3 separate regions of the Mus musculus genome follow, and regions 1 and 2 are each linked to region 3. A link is a contact called in public promoter capture Hi-C data. All regions are on one chromosome and are shown on one strand. The core of a region is the stretch at or near the end of the contact, and the rest is flanking DNA. Distances in the headings are between cores, read along the strand shown. Region 1 holds the start of Cep350 (centrosomal protein 350). Region 2 holds the start of Acbd6 (acyl-Coenzyme A binding domain containing 6). Region 3 holds the start of Rasal2 (RAS protein activator like 2).

Region 1 (3,427 bases), core at 825-3,324, 1.4 Mb after region 3:
TTTCAAGACAATCCTATTGAATAGATACATTAGCTTGGATTCATAGGCATTAAGTGGAGGGTCTGGAGGGCTCAGAGGACACACAAGTGTTGAGAGCATTTTCTACTTTATTGTACCATCTTCAGGGAGATGGAGAGAGAAAAGCTTTGCCAGCAGGAAGTGAGAAGTTTCCACTAATCTTATCTTGGCAGCTGGAGGCAGGGTAGGGATAAAACTTGAGGCACCCTCTGAACGTACTGATTTAATCATTTGCACTGGAGGAATGTGGCTACTTTCATAAAACTGTGAGGGAAACGAACAGACTATGATACACTTGAAAGCCAATATTCTTGAGGGAGTAAAAAGAAATCACAGAGTGTCAAAAAGAAGAGAGATTATCTAGTATCTAGGCATGGTGGTGCAGGTCTGTGATCCTAGCACTCAGGAAGACTGTGAGTTCCATGCCAACCTGCAGGATCTTCTGAGAGAGAGAGAGAGAGAGAGAGAGAGAGAGAGAGAGAGAGAGAGAGTGAGAGAGAGAGAGAGAGAGAGAGAGAGCGCAGTTGAGAACCAATGCTGGAAATTTGATGAAAACAGGAGTTCAGGCTGATAGCAGAGAGCAATGCTGACACCATAACAAAAACCTCATTGCCTTTCTGTTGATCACGAGGTAACGTAGGAGGTGGGAAACTATGTTAGCTTTAGAGTAAAGGAGATTATTTCCCATTGATTGGTGCTATAATATTGGGCAGATAGTGTTTCAGAACCCACTATTAAAAAGTAATCATAACTCAATAAGGGGATTGGATACGTTCTTTAAAATAACTAGGCTGGAGAAAAGGTAAATTTCACTTTTCTTTTTATTACATGTATGTATGTATGTATGTATGTAATCATACATGTCTTCTCATGCACCTGCACGCAATGCAGATCAGAGGACACCTTAGAGGAATCTGCTCTCTTGGTCCACCATTCTGGGTCCGGGGATCAAACTAAGATCGCCAGGCGTGGTGGCAATTCCCTTTACCTGCTAATCCATTTCCCTGCCGCAGTTCCACCTTTCAAATCTTTTTCTTGCTACTGCTTGCGTACTCGGGATCTCCACAACTCTCATTCTTTGCTGAAGTGCTGTTCTCAGGGAGGGTGTATACATTGACATATGTGCAGGACTTTTGTACATTCACGTAGTTCCTGCTGAGGCGCGGCTGTCTTATGGGGAGGATCAGTTATTGTCGTCTGCTTTTATTGATATGGTCAAGGTAGCGAACATTTATTGAACATCTACAGTGTTGTAGTTACTGTGCCAGGCCCTACTGGGTATACATAGAAAAAGGAGACTTTAAGACACCCATGGTACTTTAGATGAGAAATAATTTCGAGGCAAAGTAACTATCGGAGCCCAGAAGGTGGAGAGCTTAGCTGCAGTGAGCACCTAGCGGAAGGTGTCAGGCATTATTCGCAGAAAAGCTGTCCTTTACAGTCTTGACAGACGATAAAATTCACCAAGCGGAGGCTGGTGACAAAGACAAAGCTAAGAGAAAATATGTTGACCCCAGAGGGCTTCTCAAACCACAACACCGAAGGGAAAGGAAACGTAGTTTTTGCTTGTTTTGGAAAGAGCTTAAGCCATCAGTGTGCGTGCTGAACAGAACTGTAAACCCCTGGCCAATGAGAGGGCCGCAGTGACAGCAGCGAGCAGCCGCAAAGCTGCGGTTACTCCGATCCGCCTAGAGTGACGATTCCTTCTGAATCGTCTGCCGGGTCCCGGATCCCTGGGTCACCCTTGTCAAGTCCTCAGCGTGTTTTGGCTCGGGGGTGACCCGCTCAGCCAGAAGGCCCAATTAGCGTCAAAGGGAAGGGGGTGGTCTCCTCTGCGGATAGACTCTGGCTCCTCCCGAGTCCCGCCGAGCTCCCAAAGCGCCACACCAAAGATGGCTTCCCCGCATCCTCTAGCCTCGGGTCCGATCGCGCTCCTCCGTCGGCCACACTCAACATGGCTGGCCTTCACCCAGGGTTGCATTCCTGCGGAACCGTCTCCGGACAGTTCTCGCGAGGTTTGGCGAGTCTCTCTCCCCCCCCCCCCGCCCTCTCCCTCCCTGACTGCTCCCGCCCTGCCTCGCGCCGCCGCCACCGCCACTGCCGCCGGCGCCGCTCCTCCTCCGTGTCAGTTGTTGAGCTGTAATGGCGACTGGGCCGCCGCTGCCGAAGTGACTCCCGGGGCGGGGGAGCGGGGCCGGACCTGCGCCTGAGAGGACTGCGGAGAGCCGCAGCTCGGGAGGGGGCTCGCGGCGGGGCAGAGGAAGGCCGCCTCTGCGCCTCTCCTTCCTTGCCTGCCGCCCGGCGGATCCCGGGAGCCGGGGCGAGGCGGGCACCCGGTGCGTCCCCGGAGCGGGGAGGCCAGGCCGGGCAGCCCTGGGGCCGGTCGGGGCGGCGTCACTGCACCCTCCGCCAGGCCCCGCGGGATGCACCGTGGGAGCCGAGGGCGGAGGCGACACTCTCAGGTGAGCTGCGGGGAGACCTGGCGGAGCCTGCTCCGCCTCGGATGTCTCTGTCCGCGGTCCCAGGTCCCCGAGGTGGCCAGAGAGGCGGGGCGGGGCCCCCCTGGCACTGCCTGACGTCCCCCCCGGGGACCCTCCTTGGGTCCCGAGACTTTTCCTGGAGGGTCATCCTGAGACCTGGGCTCCCGGACCTACTGGTGCCCACGGAAGACAAGATTTCTTTGCTTACCTGCCAGTGTCGCCCTCAGCACCCTCGCCCCTCCTCTTGTCTGCATAGAGTTAAGCCACCTCTCACCTTTGGTCTCCGAAGTGTCCCTTCTTCGTTTGGAGATCGAGCATATTTTGGGAAATTCCGGGGCACTAGCTCCAGTGTCAGGAACAGTTTCTGTTCCTTTTCCTGGGTGTAATATTCTCAAAGTGCAGTATGGGGAAAACTTTGATCACCTCCAGTCCAGCAGCAGTTGTTGAATGGAGTCCACCGGCTTATTCACACATGATTGGGTGGAGAGGGGGTGACATTTAACAAGCCTTACACGTTGGAAGTTGTCACTTTCCCTCCCCTCCCCCCTCTTTTAAATTCAGACTAATATGCTAAATCATATTTAGTTAATGTCACAGATACAGGCAGAAATTTGCCAGGGTTTTAGTTTTCAAGTTCGGAACTTGCAAATAGGTATAGATTTTTTTTTAAATGGATTTTTTGATGTTGTAACAAATGTTTCATTTGGGGGGAAAAAATAGGCCCTTAGGAATAGTGGTCGGTATCCATGTACTCTACTTAATTGTTTTGCTGGTGTTTCTTGTTTTGAAATTGGAGAAGTCGTTAGTGTTGCCATGTTAACCTGCTCCCTTCGCTTGTATTTTAAAGATTTAAATGGACAGTCCATCCTAGACCAACCTACTATTAGCACCTGGGAATTTTTGAAGAGGCAATAATGAAATACTACAAA
Region 2 (3,376 bases), core at 69-2,568, 1.9 Mb after region 3:
TAACTTTCTAAACTGCCTACTCCCCTGGGTTTTCTATTTGGAAATGAAAGTGATTCAGGAAGCTGAGTGGAGAGTTAGTTCATCACCAGACCTCCATGTTACCTGCATGGAGCCCTTAATTTTAAAAATGTGGAGGGACTATATCTAGCAGGACCAAATTCAGCCAAAAACATAACAACTATATTTAGAGTTCCTAAGAATCATAATAGTAATATTGTTAGCATCTTATACACAGTAATGTTCTCTTAAATTTCAAACTTATTATTAACATTACCATGTTTCCTATCACATGTCCTTCTGGCAACAGCGAATGCCAAATTTTATTTTATCATCCTCATTTTGTAAAGGTTCAGAGGCAAGGCCACTGAAACATTGTCATTCAGTGCCCGGCTACATAAATATTCGTTGGATATCAGAGAGATTATTCCATGTCCAGAATGATGCTATTCTCCAGGGTAAAAAACAAAAACAACAAACACACACATACAAACTTCATTACGCTCGACCATTAGCCACGCAATCTGCTACTAAGTTTTTGGAGGAAACAGCCCACGTCCTCTCATCCACCCATCTTTTACCTGCTTGAACCTGGCATACAGGTACAGGAGCTGCTCCCGGCTGGCTACCTGAACCAGGCCTTGGACGTGTGCGGCAGCCTTCTCAAACAGCTCGGCCAAACTCCGGGTCCCCTCGGCCTCGGGGGTCTGGAAGGATTCCATATCACCAGAGTCGTCCCCGGAGCTCAGTTCCCCACCGCTGTCGCCTGTGGTGGCCCCCGAGGGTAGGAACGGTGTGGCCATGTTCACTAGCTCGCTGTGGCCGGTCCTCCCCGGTGTGGCGCGGGTTCCCGGGCCTGATCCACCGGTCCGGGTGCGGAGCTCGAGCGGGAGTGGGAACGCAGTGAGCTGTCTGGCGGTCTCAGGTGATTCTGCCACTCCGCCTACCCGGGCGCACAGGACCGCCCCGTCCTCCCCCGGTTTCCCCTCGGGCTTCGCCCGGGTCGCTCCAACGGTGCGGGGTCTGGAGGCCGCTCGGCTGGAAGATGAGGGGAAGCCGGCGGCGCGGCGCGTGCGGCTGGGACGGGAGCTGGGAGGTGAAGCGGGGCGCGAGCTCGGCGGGTCGGACGCGCACCCGGGCACGCGCCGGTGGATACGGGGCCCCGCCTGCTCCGCTAGCGTGGGTTGCGGCGGCCGCGGTGCGGGATGGAGATACGGGCCTCGGTGACAGACAGGGGACGTCGCTCGTGGTTTTGGGGGGGACTTCGGAGTCACAAACTCCGGAACTCACCCGGATAGGGCCCCCAGGGGAAAGGGAAGGAGGCGGTCCATTAGTGTAGCTGCTAGAGTAGAGTCGCGGGAAACAGAGAGCTGAGGACAAAGGTTCCGCCGTTTCCTAACCACCCACTCTGACTTAAAATAGCGAGTCACCAACAGATGGAAACCTTCCTTCACTGCCCCACCGTGTGTCTAAATGGTTAGATGACTCTCTCCCATCAGTGTTTTGTTTTCCAAACTTGCTGCCCCCTCATTTCCCAGCGCTTTGAGAGAAGGCATCACCAGGCCCCCAAACCTGCATCATCTCATCTCAGTTGTGCCTCACCAGGCCCCCAAACCTGCATCGTCTCATCTCAGTTGTGCCTGTGCTTCTTGAAGTGAAACCCAGTTCTATAGCTCTGCCGGAAAGGAACAGATCTTTCCACGTCCAGCACACTGTCAAAAAGAAAAAGTGTATGCATACACAAAGTTCATTACGTCTACACGCAGACCGTGTACATTTGCTATCAGTTTTTACGAAAAGCACGTTTTGGTACTCTCTCCTGCAGGAATTTGAGAACCCCAATGTGGAATGTCGCTTGAAGAAACTGCTCTCAGTTTTTGGGGTGTCTCACATCAACTGTGTGTGTGTGTGTGTGTGTGTGTGTGTGTGTGTGTGTGTGTGTGTGTGTGTGTGTGTTGTTACTAGTAGTACTAGTAGTGGTGCTAGTAGTAGTAGTAGCTTTCACCAACCCAAAAGCTAAGAATGTCGTCAACTATCTTCTTGGGCCTGTAGGAAAGTTTTCCCCGTCTCAGTGTTACTGCTTCTCTGTGTACCCGCCAATGTATTTTTAGTTTGCTTTGATTTATGACTTTCTTTGTTCTGTAAAACTATGAAACTGTTTCCACATTGGAACTTGGAATTTGGGGTAACCTAAATTTGTAGTCACTCGAAGTGACTCCAGAATAAACTATTATTTATCTTTAAGATGAGTGTGGTGATTTGAGTAAGAGTGGCCCCAATAGGCTCATATACTCGAACGCGTGGTTATCGGGAAGTGGTACTACTTGTGAAAGATTAGGAGATAGGGCCTTGTTGGAGGAAGTGTGTCAATGAGCTTTCAAAAGCTCAACCCAAACCCAGTGGCTCACTCTTCCTGCTCCCTGTAGATCTGAGATGTACACCTCTCAGCTGCCTCTCCAGCACCACGTCTGCCTTCGTGCTGCCATACTTCCACCATGATGAAAATGGACTAACCCGCTGAAACTGTAAGCCAGCCCCAATTAAATGCTTTCTTTAATAAGAGTTGTGGTCATGATGTCTCTTCACAGCAATAGAAACCCTAACTAAGATAATGAGGGATGTGATTTTGGTATCAGCAGTGGCTAGTATGTTCTAAATATGGTAGAGACACACACTCATGTGTAGTCATTTATCACTAGTAGCTTAAAACTAATAAAAACACTAATAAACATAAGGCTAATAACAAAGAACTACAAAGAATGGTTATTGATTGACCATTTAGGATTAAACTTTCAACAGAACTTTGAACAGGATAAGTGAACAATGAGAAACAGGAAGAAGTTAAATGGCTTGGGTCTGACTTTCACGAACATTCTTTGAGAATAGAGAATGTTTCCACTATTAGTCCCTCCACAAAAGGAAAAACAAGGACAAATGCACACCTTATAACATGCATAGTGGTTTGAATAAAACTGGCCCCCATAGGCCGGTAGAGAATGGCACTATTACGAGGTGTGGCCTTGTTGAAGTGGGTGTGGCCTTGGGTGGGTGTGGCCTTGTTGGAGGACATATGTCATGGGGTGGGGGAGTGGGAGAGTTGTGGGGTAAGGGGTGGGCTTTGAGGTTTCAGAAGTTCAAGCCAGGTCTAGAGACTCACTGTTCTCTTCCTGATGCCTGTGGACCCAGATGTAGAACTCTCAGCTACTTCTTCAGTACCATGTCTGCCTGCGTGCCACCATGCTTCCCACCATGATGATAATGAACTAACCTGTAAGCCAGCTCCAATGAAATATTTTCCTTTATAAGAGTTGCCATGATCATAGTGTGTCTTCACTAAGACAATGTGATAACTGGAAGAAATAGGTCAGCAGAGTAGATT
Region 3 (3,329 bases), core at 266-2,765:
TGAAACTAAACGGAAGGAAGGAAGGAAGGAAGGAAGGAAGGAAGGAAGGAAGGAAGGAAGGAAGGAAGGAAAGAAGGGAGAAAGAAAACACTAGATTTGTTTAGGGCTGGGTCCTGTAACTTCTAGCTTCCTTATCTCTCATTTATTAAAATTGGAGAGCTGACTGTAGTCAGATAGCAAGCAAGTGGGCTTCTATATACCGGGAGGGATTACTCTACTTCATTGCTAAGCACCAGATTAACAAATCTAATCACAGAGTTCTTGAAGGATCAGAGTTGAAGAAATCAGTATCACTGAGAGCTTGTAAGACGTACCTGTTGCATTGCTGGCTGCTTTGGCAGGTGATGTGGACTGTCCTGTCTGCACCTGTTAAACAAGAGGAAGGGTGAGAGGATCTTTAAAGTCACTTCTTGTTTTAACATGCTATTACTCTATGTAAAATTTGGGAGAAAATTATAAAATGCATGCTATAACTCCCATAAAACACAAAAACACATGAGAATTCCTAAAACCTAGAAAATTAGATTGACCTCTTATAGAAGGTCAAAGTAGAGAGAAATGAGGGCTGGGGTGGGCTGGGACACAACAAAAACCCTCCCCCAAATATTTTTTAGCATCATCTAATTATGAAAAATTCCTGATTGGTTTGAAGTAGCCATGTTCATAAATTGTTGAAAAACCTGATTTGTCAACATAATTTAAATTGGTAAATTTCTACCCGAAATTATTATTATTACTATTATTTATTTATTTATTTATTTATTTATTTACTTATGCCTAAAATCTCTGAAATCTGGATTGGTGAATCCCGCTTTGGGTGGGCACAAAACGAAGCCAATGTTAAGGAGGAAGACAGTTTACACATAGACCAAAAATAAAACCCAAGTGACACTGTTAGAAGAGAAGCCAACAGATTGCAAAGATCAAAGGCAAAAAAGAGAAGCTTGTTTGGTTAATGCTGGGGCTTTGGGGCATTTCATGTACTTGCGGGGCTCGTCCATCCATCCGCACCACACATCGTAGCCATGCTATTCTAAACTGATGATAAATCCAGCTCCAGGGCGGACAGGGCGCAAAGCCGGGATCTCGCACAGATCTCAGGATCCAAGACGCGGGGCCAGATCTCCCTTGTGGAGGAACCATGGCGTTTCTTCCGAGGTGACTGTTAGATAAAGCAGCGTCTTCATGTTCTTCGTCCGAGAAAGAAGCATTGGTCCAGAAATCAACAGGATAGGGGCTAAGATAAAAGGGAAGCGCCTTTCCCATCTTTTTAAATTTCCCGCACCCCGTTTTCTCTCCGCCTCCCCAACACCGTCTCTGCTTCCACCAGCAGCTCGAGGATCCCCGCACCGAGAGGCGGTCGGAGCAGGATAGTCTTAGGAAAGTAGGCGGGCCTGGCCCGCTGAGTATTTCGGTGCCCGATTTTTGCTGTCTTCGGCGGCAGTTCCTCCTCCGCTCGGTTACTGGATTGCACACGCGGCCGTGAGCTCGGCACTCGATTGCTTCGGCCTATCACCCTGGGATGCCGCCTGCCGCCGCCGCCAGCGCCGCGGCTGCCGGGCTTGTGGGTTTCTCAGAGGAGCGCGAGCCGGAGGAGCCCAAGCAGCGGCCGGAGCGGCGGCCTGAGAGTTAGCGGGCCGGCCTGCGCGTTCCGCGGGAGCAAGCCGACGCCAGGCGGACAGAAGCTGGGCCGGGGCGCGCCCCTCAGGCTGAGGGAGCCGGCGCTTTGAGCCCCCGAGGCGACGGCGGCGGGAGCCGGTCAGAGGGGGCGGCCCCTGGCGGCGACGCCCCCGAGCCCAGCCCTGCCTGGCCGAGCTCCATCCTCAGCCCAAGCCCGGGCGGCCCGCGAACGCGCCCGCGGGGGTTGAGCAGGGCTGCGTGGGGGCGGGAGGTGAGCCCGCGCTCCCGGGTGCTCCGCGTCCGCTCCGGACCCGCACCTGAGCCGGGACCCGCCTCCGCTCCGGACCACGCTGGACCCGCCTCCCGGCCCGGGTCCCACCCTCCGCTTGCAGGTGGGCTGCGGCGCCCGGCCTTCGGGCGGTGGGCGGCGGGGAAGGAGGTGAGCGGTGTCCGCGCCCGCAGCCGTTCGGGTGCTGGTGGCCGCGCCGTCGTCCCTTTCCCGCAGCCGGGAAGCCCGCCCCGCCGCCGCCGCCTGCTCCCTCTGGGACACCATGGAGCTGTCTCCGTCGTCCGGAGGAGCCGCGGAGGCGCTGTCGTGGCCGGAGATGTTCACGGGGCTGGAGTCCGACTCGCCGCTGCCCCCGGAGGATCTGGACGCGGTCGTCCCAGTCAGCGGAGCAGTGGCCGGTGGCATGCTGGATCGGATCCTTCTGGAGTCAGTGTGCCAGCAGCAGAGCTGGGTCCGGGTGTTCGGTAAGGATCACAAGTCGTCTGCCTCAGAGGCTGGCGTTTCTCATCTTTCCTTGGGCTCCGATGCATTCTTAGTCCCCCATCTATCCTAGGTCAGCTGTCCACATCTTTTTTTGGTTGTTGTTGTTGTTGTTGCAGAAAATGCTTTTTGACAAGTTTATCCAATATATAGCGCCTGGTTATGTGACTCAGTAGGCTCCTTTGGACCTCTTTAGATATCCACAGTAAGTTTATAGAGTTGAGCTATCTGGACGTAATTCTTAGGTGATTAATTAAAGGCACTTGCTGCTGAGTCCTCAGGAAGGTAGAATGGAACAAGGCACAAAACCAAGTGAATGGGATTTCATTTCCTTCCTGTTGTGTGAAGCAAGTGTTGAGAGAAAGATATGAAAAAGCTTAGTAGAAGATGAGCTAATGAATGAAAAACAAAACAAAACAAAATCGAGGGGTTGTGGGTGGGGGGCAGAGATGGGAGAGACACCCAGCCCTAGCCGTAGCCCTTGCACCAGCCCCAGTTCAAGTGTTTGGTAGCAGTAGATTTACCGACAGCTTTTCCTTGAACCGTACTCTCTGCTTGTCCTGAGTGTGTAGGTTGTTTCAGATTGCACTGCTGTTTCTGGTTTTCGTGGTTAAGCTACCCGGTTGTCACTCAGCAGGTTTAAAGTGATGAACACACTAAAGAAACTTTCCCTTTCTGCATTCCGAGTAACCATCTTTTAAATTAAACCTGAATGATGATTTTCTATTCAGGAAAGGCTGTGGCAACGTTAAACATGCTGTATGCATGGGTTAGCTGTGGCTTTCCAAAATATCAAGCTAGCAGAATGTTTCTGCTACACATGACCATAAAAGACATAGTAATGTGGTTGAATATAAGATGACCAATTTGAAGTATCTGGAATCACACAGTGTTGAGATGCTGTCCTGCAGTTTTGTTTGTCTAATATGCTGTTAGTGAT

The links. Promoter capture Hi-C pulls out the DNA fragments that hold promoters and counts their contacts.
Region 1: a promoter capture Hi-C map of pre-B cells shows a contact between it and region 3, with 1.9 times the contacts expected there. The contact joins the promoter of Cep350 here to the promoter of Rasal2 in region 3. A contact is called at or near these places in 2 of 39 promoter capture datasets (cranial neural crest and pre-B cells), 2 of 484 Hi-C or Micro-C datasets (embryonic stem cells and pre-B cells) and 1 of 115 datasets of contacts at active chromatin or transcription factors (microglia).
Region 2: a contact with region 3 is called in a promoter capture Hi-C map of pre-B cells, with 2.2 times the contacts expected there. The contact joins the promoter of Acbd6 here to the promoter of Rasal2 in region 3.

Annotation. Positions count from the first base shown.
Region 1 is chr1:155,971,902-155,975,328 of GRCm38.p6, reverse strand. It overlaps Cep350 (centrosomal protein 350), which reads left to right and starts at 2,074. Exons shown (of 38, transcript NM_001039184.1): 1 at 2,074-2,480.
Region 2 is chr1:155,556,062-155,559,437 of GRCm38.p6, reverse strand. It overlaps Acbd6 (acyl-Coenzyme A binding domain containing 6), which reads right to left and starts at 1,318. Exons shown (of 8, transcript NM_028250.3): 1 at 579-1,318. The coding sequence starts at 800.
Region 3 is chr1:157,410,781-157,414,109 of GRCm38.p6, reverse strand. It overlaps Rasal2 (RAS protein activator like 2), which reads left to right and starts at 1,515. Exons shown (of 18, transcript NM_177644.5): 1 at 1,515-2,373. The coding sequence starts at 2,172. It overlaps 2810025M15Rik (RIKEN cDNA 2810025M15 gene), which reads right to left and starts at 1,758. Exons shown (of 3, transcript NR_027984.1): 1 at 985-1,758; 2 at 315-366.